Linked DNA regions of Mus musculus: region 1 is linked to region 2. Evidence: chromatin contacts called from public promoter capture Hi-C data. All regions are on one chromosome and are shown on one strand. The core of a region is the stretch at or near the end of the contact, and the rest is flanking DNA. Distances in the headings are between cores, read along the strand shown. Region 1 overlaps Arhgef11 (Rho guanine nucleotide exchange factor (GEF) 11). Region 2 holds the start of Lrrc71 (leucine rich repeat containing 71).

Evidence for each region. Promoter capture Hi-C pulls out the DNA fragments that hold promoters and counts their contacts.
Region 1: a contact with region 2 is called in a promoter capture Hi-C map of embryonic stem cells, with 5 times the contacts expected there. The contact joins the enhancer-like site here to the promoter of Lrrc71 in region 2. A contact is called at or near these places in 16 of 39 promoter capture datasets (the 3T3-L1 cell line, 3T3-L1-derived adipocytes, the C10 cell line and 10 more), 3 of 484 Hi-C or Micro-C datasets (the N1E-115 cell line, brown adipocytes and nephron progenitors), 1 of 115 datasets of contacts at active chromatin or transcription factors (acute myeloid leukemia) and 3 of 9 other capture datasets (adipose tissue, embryonic stem cells and pancreatic islet).

Annotation. Positions count from the first base shown.
Region 1 is chr3:87,629,662-87,633,065 of GRCm38.p6, forward strand. All of the region lies in intron 1 of Arhgef11 (Rho guanine nucleotide exchange factor (GEF) 11), which reads left to right. Among named protein-coding and RNA genes, the nearest start is that of Arhgef11, 14 kb to the left of the region's middle. Within about 2 kb of position 1,865, at least 32 of the 459 cell types and tissues checked have an H3K27ac peak or open chromatin away from gene starts, as enhancers often do. A contact at or near this core is called in embryonic stem cells and nephron progenitors, where this site is marked.
Region 2 is chr3:87,747,273-87,751,000 of GRCm38.p6, forward strand. Lrrc71 (leucine rich repeat containing 71) reads right to left here and starts at 1,351. Exons shown (of 15, transcript NM_028971.1): 1 at 1,033-1,351. The coding sequence starts at 1,192. Pear1 (platelet endothelial aggregation receptor 1) reads right to left here. Exons shown (of 25, transcript NM_152799.2): 25 at 1,825-3,025. The coding sequence ends at 2,874.

The DNA of each region.
Region 1 (3,404 bases), core at 615-3,114, 120 kb before region 2:
TTTAATTTTCTCCTTGCTCTCTAGAACAGTTTTTTTCCTCAGCTGACAGGAAATAAACAGCTCCTGATGTTTCTGTTGGACCTTGAGTAAGGGCCCTTGGGCAGCATTCTGACAGTAATTGCCTCAAATATCTCTGGGTGATCTACATTCACAGAGCCCTGTGTCTGCTCTCTTGATATATTTTACATATCCCAGGAAACTTTTCCCCTAGATTATTATTATAGAAAATATTACCCTTAGAAACTGTTTGCTTACAGTTTTTTTTTAAAGATTTTATATGTAAGTACATTGTAGTTGTCTTTAGACACATCAGAAGAGGGTGTTAGATCTCACTATGGATGGTTGTGGGCCACCATGTGGTTGCTGGGATTTGAACTCAGGACCTTCAGAAGAGCAGTCAGTGCTCCTACCCACTGAGCCATCTCACCAGCCCCCTTGCTTATAGTTTTTTAGGAAACTTCTTGGTCTTTCACAGCCAAAGCATTGGACATTCTGAGCTCTCGACCCTTTTGCAATTGCCTTTCCAGTTGTAACTGAAAATCATAAGCATTTGATTCAATATCTGTGGTAGTTTTAATCCATTCATGAGTAAGTATGGATCTGGCCTTTAAAGATCTAATAGCCTTTTTATATTTAGTGTTAGCATTTTCAAAGTCTAAAGATTCAGTTAAATTTTCTCTAGCATCTGAATCTGATATTGTTCTATTTTCCCCTGAATTAATTTGAGAAAATTCTCTCTTTATTTTGATTTTTAAAATCCTCTAATCTCTGTTCTATTGCCTGTAGCTCTGTGTTCCGTCTTTCAGTCCACTGCTTATCTTAGTCTGCTTTATTGTCATCTTTCTAAAAGAGGACATATAAAATGGCAATCATTACTAAATATATAATTATTTCTATGCTGGTAATTGTAATAAAACCAAGTGGGGTCCAAATGCTTTCTTCTACAGTGTTTTCCAGTTTTTAATATGGAAAATATTTTCTTTTTAAATCTCTAACTCTCTCCTTTCTATGGAGACTTGTGGTTTTTTCTCCTTTCTTTGGAGACTTTATTTAATATTTCTCCCTATGACTTTCTATATTCAGTTTCCTTTCTTCTGAGTTTAAGCATAATTTTAAATAGATTTTACCTGATCAGAAGTTTGGCCGCACTTGATCTCTTCTGTGTGTTGTATGCTTCCCTCTGCAGTTCAGCTCAGACCTTTCTCACTGTGATTGGCCCAGGCCCTGTTTTTTCCTTCACAGGAAAAGACATTTCTGCCTTCCACCTGACTTTGGCCTTACACTGGCATGCATTCTGATGGTTTGCCTGGGCCCATATGCCAACCTGGGCTGGGCGGCTGCTTGCTTGAGGTCATTAGCGGCTTCTGCCATCCCCGTCTGCCCGGCCCCTGGGTCCGCATTTCCACTTACTGTATTTCATCCACACGCACCGGTTGGCAGCTCTGAGAAGTTTCTGGGCCTGCAGCAGCAAGCTGGCGTACATTCCACACACTACCCTCTGCTCACAGCCCTCAGCTTAAGTGCCAGGCAGCCAGCCATGCTGCACCGAGGAGGGGTCTGTTAAAGGAGCTGCAAGCACTGGGCCTGCCTGAGAAACTACAGTTGCTAAGAAAACATTTTTCCTCAACCTTCTACCTGGAACTTTTCAGGCTCTAAGACTAGTTCTTTTTAAGTTTGGATTTCTGTGTAAGTTCTACACCCTCTTTGCTCCCAAATAATTGCTAGGCATAGCCCATTTTAGCTCCCACATAATTGACACAGAGACCTTATTCTTATTAAAAGGCTACAGGCACCAAGCTGGGCAGGTTCTGAGCTAGTCTAACCCAACTAGGCTTGGTCTTGTCCTGGATCGCTCTGATCCACGTGTCCTCATGGCTGCTCTCTCTTCTCTCTCCTCTCTCTCCTCTCTCCCTCTCTATCCCCATGGGACCCTCACTGGGCTCCAGTGTCCCACCCCCTCTGTCCTCTCCTGCCCAGCCATAAGCTGAGGAGCTCTTTATTAAGCAATTAGAGACGACAGAAAACAGTTTTTACACAGTATGGAAACCTGAGAAACTTGACCATGCCAGCCTCCAGACTGCAAACAGACATCTGGGCGTAGACATCAGCATCTGAATACACAGTGCACAAGACCAACCCCCAACAGTTAGGGCATGTTCTGGGTGCTGGGGGTACGTTACACTGGACATTCTGTTGGAAGCGGGTGTCATCAAGCAAGTAAAAAATTACCAGCTAAAATGCAAAGACCTGGGTTCATAACTGTTTCCGGAAAGGCAGGAAAGATGTGATGGAATAAAAGAAACATAAGAGACAAGTAGGGAAGGACAGTAACCACCAAGGAGAAAATACTTCAAAGATGGAGACTCTAAGGCCAAATGCTGGTGTAGTGCTCTCAGTGTTCCTCGTGCTGCTGGCTAATCTTGGGCACTGCAGATTCCCAGCTCCTGTTTATTTTATGTTTCACATTTATTTATTTTTCTTGTGTATAAGGAAGAAAGGTGCATGTGCCATGGAACAAGACTGGAGGTCAGAGAACCACTAGTGGTAGTCCATTTTCTCTACTACCATATCAGTTCTGGGGTTTAAGCTCATATCATCAGGCTTGTCAGAAAGTACGTTTGTGTGCTGAGCCATTTCACTGCCCCGTCAGCCCTGCTTTATAGATAGACAAGGAGGCTTAGAACGCTTTAACAACTTGCCTAATGTCGTTGAGCTAAAAAGTGATGGAATTGGGGATTATTTTTTCTTTTTAATTCAGTGCTTAGCAAGCCCTGTGAGAACTAGTATTGCTTTCCTACACTCTTAGCAAGGCTTAGGTAGCAAGCAATTGTAAATCTTGTGAGGGAACAAGGCTTCTGCTTTGTTGGACAGTGGTAAAGATGGCCTCTTGGAATCAAGTCTCCTGAGTTGCTCCATATCTTCCAGCTAAAATCTATAAGCTGAGGTTTGTAGTTGCCACCCCGGAAGAGGGGGATCCTGCAGTTGTCTTCAAGTAGGTGTATGATGGGGAATGAGTAGTACTCTGGGGCCTAGGAAATGTCAGAGAGGTTGAAAACAATCTCAGAAATGGCCTGGCTCTCTACCACCGAACAGTGTCTTTATCTGCTCAAGGCTTATCTCCATAAGTAGTACACTTTAGTAGCTAAGACTGTGTAGTAAGTAAATGATTAGTAAAATATTACTGAAAAATATCTTTTTCTTGTTCTTTGGCAATTTCAGAAGTATATAGAATGCATCTTGATTGTACCCACCCCCTACGGTCCCCTTCCCATTCCCTCTGGACACCTCTTCCAAAGTGCCCCCTCCCAGCTTATTTTTTATAACCACTGTGTCCGGTTAATACTGCAGGTGACATGTTGACTCATCTTATGCAATGCAGGTAACCATAGCTGCAGGAGGTTTAT
Region 2 (3,728 bases), core at 101-2,600:
GACTCGGTCATGCAGTGCAGGGTGACTCTCCATCCCCCTCATCCTTCACCAACTCCATCTCCCAGGAGCCTAACACACCCTCTCAAACCTTCACTGTCCTGTGCCGATGATCACCGTCCCTGGACTGGGCTACTCAGAGTCACACTCACCTTTCTGCTGCCCCTATCTCTGTTTCCCATCTCCTCCATGCACAGCCAGCGTTTCTTTTTCTCTTTTACTCCCTTGGGTCACACTGTCTTGATGTATTGTTCTATAAGGAACTTAGTGCCTCCTGCCTCAGTACCCCGAGTGCTGGGATCACAAGTATGTGTGTGGGCTTTCTGTGCCCAGCAAACCCTGGCCTATCTGTCTTCCCTATGAAAGATGCTTTTTCTCCAGTTCCTTATACCCTGCCTATCCCTGGGCACTAGCGCTGACAGGAAAACAGCACCTGGCAAAAGGCAGACCGGCAGCATCTTTTCCCAGTGTTTTATTTCCATTGCAAGGAAAACGGGGTCCTGACCCTCTTTAATAACAAAAGCATCGAATTTGTATCAAGATGCCTTCTGATACATTCCCTTTTGTGCTTAATTGGTTCAAACTGAGTTCTGTCCCTTGCAACATGAGAAGCAATGGTCCTGTTAATCCAACTTTAATAGTTTTCTTTAAGCGTGCCAAAGCACAACTGTGACCATGGCCACAGAGAAGACACTCAAAAGTAACTGTTGTCTAAATGAATATCCATAGAGCTGTGTTCCTAAACCTTCCCACAGCCCCACGGGATCTTCTCACCACTGCCTCAGCCTTCTTTGACCTATCTTGTCACATCTTACAGTGCACGTCAGCTTCCCCAGGCAATGTGTACTCTTTAAGACCAACCCCTGAGGAGGTGGGATGTGCTGATCCACATTTGATCTCGGAGGAGATAGGTAGACCTCTGAGTTCGGGGTCAGCCTAGTCTGTAGAGCAAGTTGCTGACCAGTTTTAATTTTAAAAAAGAAAAAAAAAGAAAACGTCAAGTCCAATTAATCCAGCCCTGCCCCGCCAGCATACCCGGATTTTTTGGCTCGTCCTCTCCCACCGGGGGCAGGGTGCTTGCTGTCTTATCTTTAGCAGCCCGATCCCCCTTCTTGGTTACTGCTCCGGATGACTTCTGGGCCCCAGGACGCGGAGTCCTGGGTGAGGTCCCTGTAGTGCTTGGCTCACTTGACATAGGGGTGCTTTTGGACCCCTCGAGTGAGAGGCAAGATGAAACGGGACTCTGTGGGCCTCACCCCTAGGATCTCCACTCAGCCAAGCGACTCCGCGACTGCCCTCTCCAGGGCAACCCAGCCTGATTGGGTGGGGCTGTGGCCGGAGCAACGGGCAAAGAGTGCACGTGGAGGCCCCTGACTCTGCCAGAGCCAGAGCCAGTGGGCGTGGCTAGGCGTAGGGCATAGATGCGTGGAATCTAGGGCAGTGCAGCTAGGGCCCTAATGGTCTGTACTCTCTGTACTCGCAGAGGAGGTTGTGGGGGGAGAGGACAACGCACTGAGCTAGAAGGTTGTAGGGGAGAGAGAGTGCCTTGTGAAGGGCCCAAGTGGTAAGGGCTCGGGCTATGCTGAGTTCTTTGCCAGCTCTCCTCAGCTCCCTGGAGGTCTGGAGGCTTGTCTGCTGGTTTGATCTAGGAGGTCCCATCTTTACCATTTCGCCATCCCGGGCCCCTTTGAGTTGCTTGGCTCCTCATTCAGTACCACAGCAGCACGGATGCTGCTCTCTGCTGAGACTCTATCTCTGAGGAGAGCTCCAAACTAGGCTCTGGGGGACACTGGGGACACGGTATTGCTGGTACTTTGATTCAGCCACTCAGCTTTTAGAGGAACATTTATTGAGTGACTACCCTGTGCCAAGGAAACCAATAGTGAGTGAGCCTAAACACCAGAGTCCTGCATCAGAGAGCTGGCGATCAGCCTCTCCACTAGGGGGAGGCAGACGCTAATCTAGCAACAGGGGAAAGCACATCGGAGTGCAGCTTGAGCTGTGCATGTGACCCTGAGCCGTTAAACCCAGCACTCAAGAGGCAGAGGCAAGCAGAGCTCTTGAGTTCCAGGCCAGCCAGGACTACATAGTGAGACAGAGTCTCAAAAACAAAACAAAATGCAACAATCCCATCTTCTTGCCTGGTACCACTTCTGCCTTCTGTGGGTACGTGGAGAAGAGAGTAGCTATGAAGCAGATGTGGGGTGGGTGTTCTGTGGAATATGTGAAGGGCAAGCAGGACTCAACGGGTAACTTAGGAAGGCTGAACTTAGATGTGCCAATTCCTGGGCTGGGAAGTAGGGTGGCAGACAGCCTTCATTCTGGGAAAGAATGAAGCGAGACGGGAAAGGGAGACTGCAGGACCGTCAAGGCGTACCAGGAGGACAAACACCAGAGTCGGGGAGCAATCCTCTGAGCAAAGACATGGAGGATTACTGGGTGAAGGGCAGGCAGGTAGTTAGGGCCTGCTGCTGGTGGAGCTCTAACTAGTTAAGCTTGGAAGCTGACTACTAGATAAGATGGAAAGTGCAGAAGGCAGAACCTATACCTGACTCCCTCTAAAGCCAACTAGAGACACACACAGCCTGCCTGAGCATACACACAGAAAAGGTACCCAACACATACTTTTAAAAAAAATCGATCTAAAATCACACTTGTACAACAACATTCTGCCCACCAGCTTATGTCCACAGGGACTTGAGCAGTGGGTGGGAAAAGAGGGTTAGACACTTTGTCAACTAGTGTCTCCCTCGGTGGAAGCACAGGGCCACAGTCCGTCTCTGTTCACTTCACCAAGTGTTTCTGTTCGTGGCCTGCTGGTCCAGTCCCTGCTCCTGGCAGGGTACATAGGCACGCTCCCATACCATGCCGGCTCTTCAGCGGTCCTGGCGCCGGGATGGAGGGGATGGAGGATGCCGTACTGGAGGCAAGTCATAGTGTCCAGGGATATGGCTGTTCTTGGGGGAGTCGTAGTGACCAGGAGGCAGGCCTGGAGGAAGCGGGGGCGTGGAGCCCAAAGACTCTTCATCTGAAGACAGAGAGGACAAGATGAGGTGACTCCTCAGCCTCCCCTGGCTGCTCCTACTGCAGCCTCTTCCTACCCACAGAGAAGTGAACGGCAATGGGCAATGAGTGTGGGTTGGCTGGGTCAAACACCAGGATGTATGACTAGGCAAGGCCCTCTGCTCAACTACCCAACCTGTCCACCTCAAACAATATGAAGACACTGTCTCCCAACTTGTGTGTGTGTGTGTGTCTGTCTGTCTGTCTCTCTCTCTCTCTTTCTCTCTCTCTCTGTCTCTGTGTGTGTATCTCTCTGTGTCTGTCTCTCTCTGTGTCTGTATGTCTGTCTCTGTCTTTCTCTCTGTCTCTCTGTGTGTGTCTGTCTGTGTGTGTGTGTCTGTCTCTCTCTGTGTCTGTATGTCTGTCTCTGTCTCTGTGTGTGTGTGTCTGTCTCTCTCTGTCTCTGTCTTTCTCTCTGTCTCTGTGTGTGTGTGTGTGTGTGTCTGTCTCTCTCTGTGTCTGTATGTCTGTCTCTGTCTCTGTGTGTGTGTCTGTCTGTCTCTCTCTGTATCTGTCTGTCTGTCTCTGTGTCTGTCTGTCTGTCTGTCTCTCTCTCTCTGGTACTATTCAAGCACCATCTCAAACACTCAACCTTCAGAGGAGGAACAGGCTCGGAGGACGAGGGCAGTTCTCCCAATATCACACCTGCTTTGAGACCACACCACCCA